2 separate regions of the Mus musculus genome follow, and region 2 is linked to region 1. A link is a contact called in public Hi-C data. All regions are on one chromosome and are shown on one strand. The core of a region is the stretch at or near the end of the contact, and the rest is flanking DNA. Distances in the headings are between cores, read along the strand shown.

Region 1 (6,199 bases), core at 2,213-4,712:
TCATCACCATCACACCACCATAACCATCATCATCATACCAACACTAGCCATCATCATCATCATCGTCGTCATCATTATCATCATCATCTGCAAATTATTTCTCCAGGGAACAAGGAGACTAAGTAAAGCTGATGTTGCCAGACCTCTTGCCACTAATGTGTGTGCCATGATTCTAGCTTTTACTCTGATACTGGGTGTCTTAGCGTTTTATTGCTATGAAGAGACACCATGACCATGGTGACATTTAGTTGGGGTTGACTCACAGAGACCTAGTCCATCACCATCATGGTGGGAAACATGGCAGTGTGTAGGCAGACTTAGTGCTGGAGGAGCCAAGAGTTCTTCATCTTGACCTGCAGACAACAGAAGACCGTATCACTGAATATAACTTGAGCATAGGCGATCTCAAAGCCCACCCCCACAGTGACACACTTCCTACAACAAGGCCACACCTCTAAAAGTACCATCCCAATGGGCCAAACATTCAAACACATGAGTCTATGGGGGCACCACCACTCTGGGCAACATCTTCCTTTGCATGAAGTGGATGGGTGGGTGTCTTAGAATTTTACTGCCGTGAACAGATACCGTGACCAAAGCAACTCTTTTTTGTTTGTTTGTTTGTTGTTTTTGTTTTTTGAGACAGGGTTTCTCTGTATAGCCCTGGCTGTCCTGGAACTCACTCTGTAGACCAGGCTGGGCTTGAACTCAGAAATCTGCCTGCCTCTGCCTCCCAAGAGCTGGGATTAAAGGCGTGCACCACCACTGCTGGTCCAAAGCAACTCTTTTTTTTTTTTTTTTAATGTCATAAAATAATTTTTTTTCCATTTTTTATTAGGTATTTAGCTCATTTACATTTCCAATGCTATACCAAAAGTCCCCCATACCCGCCCACCCCCACTTCCCTACCCACCCACTCCCCCTTTTTGGCCCTGGTGTTCCCCTGTACTGGGGCATACAAAGTTTGCGTGTCCAATGGGCCTCTCTTTCCAGTGATGGCCGACTAGGCCATCTTTTGATACATATGCAGCTAGAGTCAAGAGCTCCGGGGTACTGGTTAGTTCATAATATTGTTCCACCTATAGGGTTGCAGATCCCTTTAGCTCCTTGGGTTCTTTCTCTAGCTCCTCCATTGGGAGCCCTGTGATCCATCCATTAGCTGACTGTGAGCATCCACTTCTGTGTTTGCTAGGCCCCGGCATAGTCTCACAAGAGATAGCTACATCTGGGTCCTTTCGATAAAATCTTGCTAGGAGTTACAGAGACAAAGTTTGGAGCTGAGATGAAAGGATGGACCATGTAGAGACTGCCATATCCAGGGATCCACCCCATAATCAGCATCCAAACGCTGACACCATTGCATACCCAAAGCAACTCTTATAAGGACAGCATTAATTGGGGCTGGCTTACAGGTTCAGAGGTTCAGTCCATTATCATAAAGGTGGGCACATGGCAGTGTCCAGGCAGGCATGGCGCAGGAGGAGTTGAGAGTTCTACGTCTTCATCTGAATGCTGCTAGCAGAATACTGCCCTCCAGGCAGTTAGGACTAGGGTATTAAAGGTCACATCCACAGTGACACACCTACTCCAACAAGACCACACCTCCTAATAGTGCAGCTCTCTGGGCCACGCATATCCAAACCATTACAGTGGGTATGTGGGGAAGATCAGTCTCTGTTAGAGGCCGGGAACACTAGGTGGCTGTGAGGCTGAAATGATGATTTATTTTCCTTGGCTTCAAGGTAGAGTTTTTGAGTTAAGTATAGAGGCCCCGACTCTACTACCTTTTACAGTTGAGTCATAACTTTTCCTGGGGATGGGACCGTTCTGGAGAACTGGAGAGAGTTCTCTTGGGGTTTTAGTGGTCACATTCTTAGATCCAGAAGAGTGATAACAGGTTGGCATACTCTCATGAATGTGTTATGTCGGTGACATAAACATGATTGTATCTGAAATGTTAGAATTAATTGACTGACACTAAGTTCAAAAGAGTCCTGCAGTTTTCAACACCAGTGAGTTGTCAGGTACCCCTGCTGACCTCGATAATCTTGGCTGAGGCAAATGGTTTCTTTTATTCCAATCTTAAATACTAATATTCACCCAATAAATTCACTCCCAGGGACAAGTCATCGTTCAATCTGTGCTAGCGTGCTCTTGGTCACTTGTTTACCTAGGAGCGCAATCATTATCTATCTTCAAAATGGAGTCCAAGGATGCTTGTAAATTGGTGTCTCTGAGGGCAAGGCACAGTCTGGGAAAAAAAAAAAACCAAAACAAAACAGTGTAACATTGTAAACAATATAAATTAATGTAAATCAGGGCATATATTCAGCGGCCCCTGGGAAGACCCACTGCTAGGCAGCATCGCTTGTGGCTTAACCTCTGCTCATGGCTGCGGTTCTGACTCTGGATCTATCAGTTGCACCTCTGGAACGAAGCCAGGCGTGTTTGGATAGATGTCCTTGGGCTCTTCCCCACGGTGGGGCAGGTATTCCACTGAGTCGGGTGATTTAAATATTTATTGCTGTGCAACAAATGACCTCCAGAGTAAGGTGCATAAAACGGGAGCTTATTTTCATGCATTCGCTACAGGCTGTGAGTCGGGGAAAGTTTTACCCAGACTTCTCAGGCCTGGGACTCTCAGGAGACAGCCGGGAAGCTGTTGGCAAGGGCTGAGGGGGTTTCAGAGCTAGACTTGGGCAGTTGAGCTTATTTCTAAAGCCCCTCTCTTGGCTCCTGGCGGTCTTGAGTCCTCACTGTACAAACCACTTGGCGGAGATGTTTATGCCTCAGCAGCTGGCTTCCCTCAGAGATGCTTGGGGTCTAATCTCAGACCTGCTTTCTCACCTCCTTAAGCCCTTAGCTGTTGGGCACCCAAGCTAAGCCAGTGGGAGGGGATGCCACAAGAGTGACAGCCAGGACACCGGGGGGGGGGGGGGGGGGGGGGGGGGGGGACTAGAGGCCAGCTTGGAGGCTGGATGCCCCACCCCAGACCCACTCTCGAAAGCTACTCGCAGCTGAGGCTCCCACTCCTGCATTATAATGCAGGCCATTGTTTGATTCTGGGAAGTAACTGGGAGGGTGGGGCATTGTCCTTAGAGCTCTGTGTTACTTCAGTGAGTCTCCACATCCTGTAAGGTTGACGAGGACCCTTCCCTTTCTGACTTAGGAAACCGAAGGTCAGAATACTGAATATCTCATAGCCTGTATTGTTCTTACAAGAGATTTTGCTGGTGACTTCTTATTTCTTCTTCTTCACTTCATTAACTTTTCATTTGGAAGTCCGGGTCCTCTCTGCAGCTATTCCACGGCCAGCTGTCTCCCATGCCTGCTCATTGCCAATCAGAGGTAGTTCTTATGAACCCCAGGGCTCTGTATTCCTGGGCCTGCTGCCCTTAATCTGTTGGCAGTTTAGGTTCACGATGCCACCAGGCTAGGCCAGCGGAAGGGGCTGGTTTCAGCTCTCAGAACAAATCAGATGAGTAGATGACAAAGGCTGCAGATGGGGAGAGCTGGACGACACAGAGGCAACCTTCGTCCTGAGGCTGAAGCCTGGCAGTTTTCCCTGACCTGCTTCCCAAGGTCATTTTCCATCTCTCCTTCCCAGAAACAGCTCGTGACTCACATTCATTAACACACCTTCAGTCTTTGTGTCTTGCATTCTCTCTGATTCCTCCCACCCCTCCCCACCCACTGACTCTATGGCTTTCAAGATCCGGCCATCAATTACCCTCCTGGCCTTGATCCTTAGAATTTTAGGTACTGAGTCCCTGTGTGAAGAAGTGAAGCCCAGGTAGGGCTGTAAACATTCACTGAATAGATCTGAGATGCCCTGTCTTTAGTAGACTCCTGGGTGGTATGGGTGTTACTGGTGTGGCCCATACTTCCTGTAGGCGAGCTCTATGTGTCATTTTTCTCTTTGGTCCTTATTTATGTATAGGCTGGAGTCGTCTTGTGTGTTCCTCAGACCCAATTAGGTTCAGGATTTGTTGGTCATTGTGCTATCTGCATGTTTGTCTGCGTGTGTGAGTGAATTTGTGTGGGCATGTGTACACGTGTACACATGCCCACATGCATGTAGAGGGCAGAATTAGCTGTTGCGCATTGTTCCTAATCTTCTTCACTTTGGGTTTTCTGTTTCTCTCAGTCTCTGTCTCCCCAGCCCTTGTCTTATAGGTGCATCTCCACATCCAGTATTCACACGGGTGCTGGGGAATAAAACTCAGCTTTGTTAGCCTTGTCATCTCTCCAGCCCTTCACTGACAGTTTGCTTGGAGGATGGGTAGAAGGTCACCTCAGAGAGTGACAACAGTTCAAGGGAATGCGATTCCTAGTTGAGAAGTATTCCAGGTGAAGTAAACTGTGTTTGGCTTCCTAGTGTCTTTATTTAATGATCAGGGAGAAAGAGGGACATGCAATTAGTTCTTTTTGCACTTTGAAGAACACTTAACAAGATTCCTCCCGGGATCAAGGACAAAGTATGTGAGGCCTGAAGTTGCACTGAGATATGGGAAGCGACTTTTTCTTTTCTTTCTTTTTATTTTTTTAATGTAGGAAGGGGCTCTTTTCACTGAACCCTTTCCATTTTGGGAAAGAGAGGGGAGGAGAAGGGAGGGGAGGGGAGGAGAAGAGAAGGGAAGGGAAGGGAAGGGAGGAGGGAGGAGAGAAGAGAGGAGGAGAGGGGAGGAGGGAGGGGGGAGGGGGGAGAGAGGAGAGGGGAAGGGGGAAGAGTGGAGAAGAGGGGAGAAATTAAATCACATTTGTTTTCCTGAGGAGAGCATGTATGGCCACAGCTACCCAAACCCAGATTTCCTTTGCCTCTAGGTCTTGAGAGGAAACCAGCTGTGGAGTTGGCGCCTGAGCTGCTTTAAGTTGTGTGAGGAGATTCCCCCCTCCTCCCAGAGCAAGTATGAGCATTAGTGGAGCGCTGGTCTTCCCTGTGGAGTTGTAAGCCAACCTCTGACACCCGGGCAGCAGACAACATTCCCTTTCACCTACTTTCTTCTCCAGGCGTTCCGTGCATGCTCGCTGTCCACGTGTGAGCAGCTCTTGATGACTGGGTTTGCTTACACCATTTCTTCCTCAACACCAAGAAAGAATAGAGGCTCTCTGTGAGCCGTGGAAGTGGGGACAGCAGGGGATGTGAGAATGTCACTTTAAGAAGGGAAACTAATGTGACCCAGAGATTGTGACCTAGTGTCAGGTGGTCCTTTTCTCACACAAAGGTCCTTTGTTTTATGGGAAGACATAGGGAAGTAGAGAGGGGCACATGGGTTGTTTGAGGCAAGCTAATGGTGACTAAGTCATAAAGGGGACATATATATATATATATATATATATATATATATATATAGTGTATGTGCATATTCATATGTATATGATATGTACATCTGCATATCTGTATATCTACATACCTGCATATACACACATGTGTGTCTTCAATGCTTTCAGTTAAAATCCAGGCTTTAAGTCTAAAAACCACTGTAACAATTACACACTCAAATGCATAGATTCTGGCCTCTTGTATCCTCAAATAAGAATCTTTCTACATCTGTCCTTTGGATCAGATTTTTAGTTCTGACCATGCAGCCCATACGGACTTCATAGCACACTGTGTGATCACTTCTGCCCTAACAAGTGGGGTTCCTTTGATGTTTTCTTTGGGTGTAGGATATTAAAGTAGCACAAAACTTTGAACACCGTTCTTCTGAATGTATCCATTGTGTGTTGTACGCACCTGTGTGTGCTGATGTGCCTGTGTGCCTATGTGTTTGTGCTGATGTGCCTGTATGCATATGTATGTGTCTGTGTGTGTGTACATGCGTGTGTGTGAGTGCACGTGCATATAAATGCCGAGGTCAGCCTCTAGCGCTGTTTTTCAGGAGTTCACCACCTTTAGTTTTAGACTGGGACTTTCATGGGCACAGGTTAGCTCAGGGATCTGCCTTCCTCCGCCTCCCTAACCAAGGGGTGCCAAGCAGCTGCCATGAGACCCAATTTTTAAGTGTGGATTCTGGGAATTGAACTGAGACCCTCATGCTTGAAGGACAAGTGCTTTGCCAACAAAGCTGGTTTTCTAGCTCTGGAAATACAGGTTTCAATTACAACTATACAGAGCTAATAAATTTTCATTAAAAAGGTATTTCTTTTGGAGTAAAGTTCTTTTAGCTTTGATTTATTTGTTGCAAAACACCTAGAA
Region 2 (6,199 bases), core at 1,593-4,092, 260 kb before region 1:
CACACACACACACACACACACACACAGAGTCCCACAAACAAAAATAAAATCTTACAAAGCTCATGATGCCTGCTTTGTTTTGGCAAATAGATCAGGAGGCTAGTATTTGAGGAACAAGTTGGGAAAGAATCTTCCATATTCCAAAGATGAAATGGAGGGTTGGTGAGGGTAGGTCTAACGACTGGGTTTAAGATGTAAAGGAGTCATATCTTATACAGGAACAAAACATTGGTTAGTTCTGATGGCAAGAACTGCTAATATGCACGCAGTCTGTGGCAGGATGACAAATATAAGACCTTGACCCCATAGTCTTCCCATCCCTTATATATACTCTGTGGGTACCTGGGTCCACAAGTTTATATTCCCTACAACAAACACTGCTAGGATTAAAGACATACAACACAACCTCCTGACACCTCACAATTTTTATAAGGAACAAAAGGGGCTGAAGAGATGGCTCAGCTGTTAAAGGTTAGGACCACAACCAAAAACATAAGGATCAAAAGAGACAGCATCCATAAAGCACTCAGCACAGCAACGTTAACTGACCCCACGAGCTCAGTACTTCCCAGCAGTTCCTAAAGCAATGCCCACCAGTCTCACAAACCTAGTTCATAAAATACTAGTAGATTTCATTTAACAGGCTGCATATTCGAAGCAAAGGGTAACCATTTCTAGGTGTTGTTTCATAACAAAAAGTAAGAAAATTTAAGGTGAAATTACTTTTTAAGGCCCAACATCTGACTTGCAATAAAGTCCAGCATGAGCACTGACTTTTTTCTGAAAAGATTGACTATGCAATGCTCTAAAACCTGAAATTTTGGAAGTAGCAACATAATGCCACAGAGAGGAAAATTTCTCACTTGACATCATGTGATGGGTCTTAAACTCTGGGCACATTAAAAAGACTGTACAAAAATTGGTGTTGGGGGGGCACATATACAAAGTGTACATGAACTGTGGAGGACTTTTGTGTTGAGATTTTGGCCTTGTGTTCAAGATATTTCATTATGTATAGGTAAATATTCCAGAAAGAAAGAGGCTGGAGAGCTGGTCCAGTGGTTAAGAGCATGTATTGATTTCTCAGAGGACCTGGGTTTCATGCCCAGCACCTGTATCTAGTAGCTCACAACTGCCAAAACTCATGGTCCCAAGGATTCCAGACAAGGGATATTCAACCCAGAGAGGATGTGGCTAAACCTTAGGAACTGCAGGCATCTGCTTGCTTATTCACAGAACTGTGCTTTCTCCTACATGCCTATGTCATTCCAAACAGATGCTGGCCATACTTTGCTCAGAAACAAATCCATGCCGTTGTCTAGACTACCCTAGTGATAAGCACCCGCCGACTCAAGACACCCAGCCCCCTGGCACTTTGCAGACATCCTTCTTGGAAATAAGAGAAATCGATGTGGAAGAAAGAGATGTGGGAGTCCCAGTGAAAGGAGTGTGTCTTCTTAACTGCCTCATACTCTGCCACCCTATGTCTCTGGGACAAAGGAAACGCTGTGGTTTTGTATTTCATGCCCAGTCGGAGGCCAGTCTTTTGCAAATAACACAAGTTACGAATGTTCTTGACTTGTATTCAATCAACGGTTTCAACTTCCTTTCTCTTCCCGGAGTCTAATATAAAGTAAAGTAGGCCATTTGATCCCTTTCCTCTCTTACACAACCCTGGCTTCCTGCAGAACACCCTGACTCTGGGGCTATGGATGGGGAGCGCTCTACAGACCATGTATTTGTTCTAAATGATGGTAGGCAAAAGAGCCCTCCGGTCAGTGTCTGAATGGCTGAAGGAGGGACCCCTAGGCAGCTACTGCTAGGGGACAGCAATAAGTACAGGGGTAAGGGTCCAGGCAGTGGGCCCAGGTCTCCAGCAACATACTGCCATCCAAGAGGACTTCCAAGAAGGCAGGAATTACTAAACTAATTGTTATTAATAATTAACTCATCTCTGCGTGTAGTACACTTAGACTTCCAAGCAAACAAGAAGCCTTCTGGAACATACAGGGTGTTCAAATGTTCTAAATAGCAGCTTGGGACAGTGGACTTATCCGAAGGCTCTCTTTCCTGATGCCTGTATTTCCTGAGGAAGGTATAATCCTCCTTCTGACCCCATAAAGCTTATTAAACTTTGAACATACCTTAAAATCCTTCAAGGACAGATAAATTGGGGCTTTCTTTATTCCAGGCCTGTTGTTAGCCACACCGCTCTCTGTCTAGCCGCTCCCTCGGACAGGAGTTTCTATTATTATTGTTGTTCAGAATCGGCACTCTCTCCAGGCCGGCATGCTTCCCGCCTCGCGCCTTTATACTAACACTGGAGTTCCGTGCCTGCCTTTTCTTTTGTGTCTTGTAGTCTTTTGTTTCCTGGCTCTATTTTCATCGCCAGGTTCACTGCCAAAATGCGTTCAGTCACACTCTGCCAATATGTTGGCATTTGCAAGAAATTTGGGGGTCGATAACTTGAACAGAAGAGGTGCTATGATGGGGTGTTACTCAAAATGTGATCTCTTTAAGTCAAAGATTAACTTTGAACTAGCTCTGTCACTAATGTAGTGTAGTCTGTACATTAGCTCATGTAGGCTTAGCTAATGAGCAGGAAGCCACCCTGTTAGGCAATATCTGCCAATAAAAAGGTCACGCTTGGGAAGGAGAAGCAGAGAGACCCTCTCCCGATTTGGGGCTGGGCCAGTCAGACATAAGCTGCTTATCTGTGTAGACGGAACAGCCTGGCCCATAGGGCAGGAAACCCTAGCTTTGGGGAATTACACTAGAGCCATGGCCCAGGTTGGGTAAATACTGACAGTCTGGAGTCCTCTTGGGTGTGTAGTGGGGCTGGTTAATGACTGTCAGACTCCATTCCAGAAAGACCTTCAAACGTTTACAGAGAGACTGGGACAGAGCATCTGCCCTAGAGGAGCGTTATTACTTAATCCATCTGTTCTAAAAGTACGCCTATCAGGACAGCGGTGGGGGGGGGGCAGGGGGAGCAGCATGAACTATGTGATAGTAACACTGTTGCAGGCCCCAGTGTGCGCTGACTGGCCTTCTGAAGACTCATTGTATCAAGGGAGGGGAGAAGAAGGGAGACCTGATAGCCAAGCTCAGCTAGCTTCTCACACTTGGCATTTCATCACCCTTCCGCACTGAATCCTCAGAGCATCACTGGATCCCTGGTGCCCGATAAAGAGGGGAGTGACTTGCCCAAGTGACAGGGTTGGCCGGATCCAAGTTCAAGTTTGTTAGATTCCTATGATGCTGCTGCCCAGCCATGACAAGGGAAAGATACATAAGATATTGCTGAAGACCATGCAGGATGGGAAGGAGGAGAGAAAATGGAACAGCTTGTTCATCCTCCTGAAAGGAGGTCTTGATTGTATACATGGAGCAAGTCACCCTGTTGTGCAAACATGCCTCTCACCAATTAGTATTTAAACATACAAACAACAAACAATACATCTAATTACCCCAAAGCAAGAGACTTGCTAAATGGACTGGTAATTTTCATGTTGAATCTATGTGAAATTCTCAACAACCAAGTATCAAATACAATCTTACCCAGTTCAGCTGGATTCAGCTGCTGTCATGAAGGATGACCTGTTGCCACCACCACACACATTTCCACCCCTAAAAATTCAAAGGACTCCTTTTTGTTTTTCCTTATCTCATTTGGAATCTTTAATAAGAAATAAAGATTGACTTGATATTTCCCTAAAACAAAGTCTGGGAATGAATCCTTTGGTTAAAAAGTTGAGTGCATTTTTTTTAGTGGAAAACCAAAGGTTGGTAATATTCCCAAGGAGCACAGAAAGAATAGGAATAGCTAATGTAAAAAACAAAACAACAAACAAACAAACAACAACAACCCCCACCCCCTACAAAACCAGGGAAGGTAATTGAATGAACTAGCCGAGCCTAAGGCAATAGAAGGATACCACCCAAGTATGAACGAATTGAGGCCATTCCCAAGCTAGTAAATAGTGAAAGCAGATCTGAATTCTAGCTTTCTCAGATACACGGGGACAGTTGAGTTGCAATTTGGTTGGCTGAATTTGTCCATTTATCCCTCTCTACCAGCAGGTGTCACCAGACAAAAGCACATTTGCAAAAGGATGGCCTGAAAACCCAGCTCTGGCTGCAATTCCAGCCTCATTCTAAGGTCACATTGAGTGTGGAGGCTTCAGCTGAACAGCCAGCATGGATGCCCAGAGTTCTCAAAGTTTACTGTGCGTGCACACCTCTGGTGTGCCTGCAGCAGAGGCCGTTAAAATGTAGATTCTTGTGCCTCTAGTTGCAGAGGTTCTGACTCAGCAGGTCTAGAGGGGGCCTCAGCAATTTCCATTATATGCATCACCTTTATGCTCCCTGCATTCCCTGTTATGGTGTGGGCTTATAAGTACTGATTTGCTCCTTGTATATACTGAACATTGTTGTCTTGTAGTCTCAACTCATGAGTCAGTTGGGCTACCAGGGGACTTGTTTGTTCTTTTATCCATTCACCAAGCATCTGTTGAGCCCTTACCAGTTGCCAGTTCCTATGGGGCACTTCTACAAAGTCATGAAGCTCATCCTGTGAATTTAGACTTCATCAAGGGATCATTCATTAGATCCAATAAAGACTCAGCTTTTCTCAAATCTACCCATCAAAGAGCCTGGTCTCCACCAAGGAAAGAAAAAGACCCCTTTTCCACAAAGAATATTCATGTATTTACAGAAATTGCTGCCAAAAATGGTCTTAATGGCTAGTTTACTGGACATAAAAGTAACAGTGTAGTTGGGAATGGATCTTATTACTATGGCTTTAAACACAGATTAAAAGAAATATACCCATTAGTATCTGAAAATCAAAATGTTGCTGTGTTTTACTGCCACATTAACATGATAAATCCAAGTTAAATAACAACTCTGATAGTCTAAAATGAGCTGGGGTGAGCTGGGGAGATGCTTGTTGCATAAGTATGGGGTTCTGAGTTGAACCCCCAGAACCACAGGGGGCGATGGCTTAGACTATGGAGGTGGGAACATAACCAAATTATCCCTTTTGTCCTCAACTCGCTTTTGGTCATGGTGTTTCATCATAGCAATGGTAAACCTAAATAAGACACAACCGGAAGTGGGAGAGACCGAGTCAGAGAGAAGGGTGTGGTTGTCGGTGCACTGGGAGGCAGATCTGCCTATGATCACTAGGAATCTCTGGCCTGTCTGATCCTAGGTTCAGTTGATCAGTTCCAGGCCAGTGAGAGTCTGTCTCAAAACACAGATGGAAAGCATTCTGAGGTATCACATCTGAAGTTGACTTCTGGCACATCCACATCCACAGACTGGGGGGAGGGGGGAGGGAGAGGGGAAGGGAGAGGGAGAGGGAGAGGGAGAGGGAGGTAAGTTACATTGCTACAAATGAAATACAAACAAAAATTCCATGGGAAATTTAAAGTTTCCATTCTGTGGCTATCCAGGGAGGATGACAGAGAGCACAGAGTAAGAGACTTTAATGAAAGGCATGCATCTGAATGCCACCCATGGGCAGAAACCACTGCTCAGTGAACGAACTCAGCATGCCCTGAGTCCACCTTCATTTTTTTCTTCTTCTTATTATTTTATTTCTTTATAATCCAGCCATTGTCCCCTTCTGGTCTCCCCTCCCACAGTTCCTCTTCCTATTCTTCCTACCCCCTGTCTCCAAGAAGGTGCTCTCTACATTTTAACATTTTCCTGACCATTAGAAAATGTCTTACACTAGAATGGAGTTTGTGGTCCCTGAAGCGACCTTACACTATGCGTTCAATACTGTAATGTCCCAGCTGCAGCCAGTGTCACCAGCTTCTGCAGCTCTCTCCAGAGCCTGGGCCTTCACTTCCTCCCCAGAATTAAGTCAGTCTCGGGCCTGCTTCAGTTCTGAGTTTTCCTCACATCCTGTTTGATAAATGGGAAATGCCTGAGTATCCGACAGGAAAGCCTTCTGCCCCTCGAGACCGAGCACAGCGCCTAAGTTAGGACATGGTGTCAACTGTGCAAAACAAAACAAAAGAGAAAAGGGATCAGTTCTCCTGGAGCCAGCCCAAAGTCAGCAAGGCCAGATCTGGGGAACTCTTCGAAGATGCTCCATCTTCCAGTACTGTCGTTGTCAGTGTCTGGGTGTCACGTAGGCTTGGGAGATTACAGCCATTACAGTTGTCCCTCTGGTAGCCAAAAACCA

What was found. Hi-C and Micro-C count contacts between places; a contact is called where the count stands out from the background.
Region 2: a contact with region 1 is called in a Hi-C map of liver, with 2.9 times the contacts expected there. The contact joins two enhancer-like sites. A contact is called at or near these places in 1 of 484 Hi-C or Micro-C datasets (liver), 2 of 115 datasets of contacts at active chromatin or transcription factors (both in embryonic stem cells) and 1 of 9 other capture datasets (adipose tissue).

What each region holds. Positions count from the first base shown.
Region 1 is chr4:53,336,749-53,342,947 of GRCm38.p6, reverse strand. No RefSeq gene overlaps it. Among named protein-coding and RNA genes, the nearest start is that of Gm52737, 12 kb to the right of the region's middle. Within about 2 kb of position 3,462, at least 34 of the 459 cell types and tissues checked have an H3K27ac peak or open chromatin away from gene starts, as enhancers often do. A contact at or near this core is called in liver, where this site is marked.
Region 2 is chr4:53,592,319-53,598,517 of GRCm38.p6, reverse strand. It overlaps a transcript of Slc44a1 not described here. Among named protein-coding and RNA genes, the nearest start is that of Fsd1l, 36 kb to the left of the region's middle. Within about 2 kb of position 2,842, at least 36 of the 459 cell types and tissues checked have an H3K27ac peak or open chromatin away from gene starts, as enhancers often do. A contact at or near this core is called in liver, where this site is marked.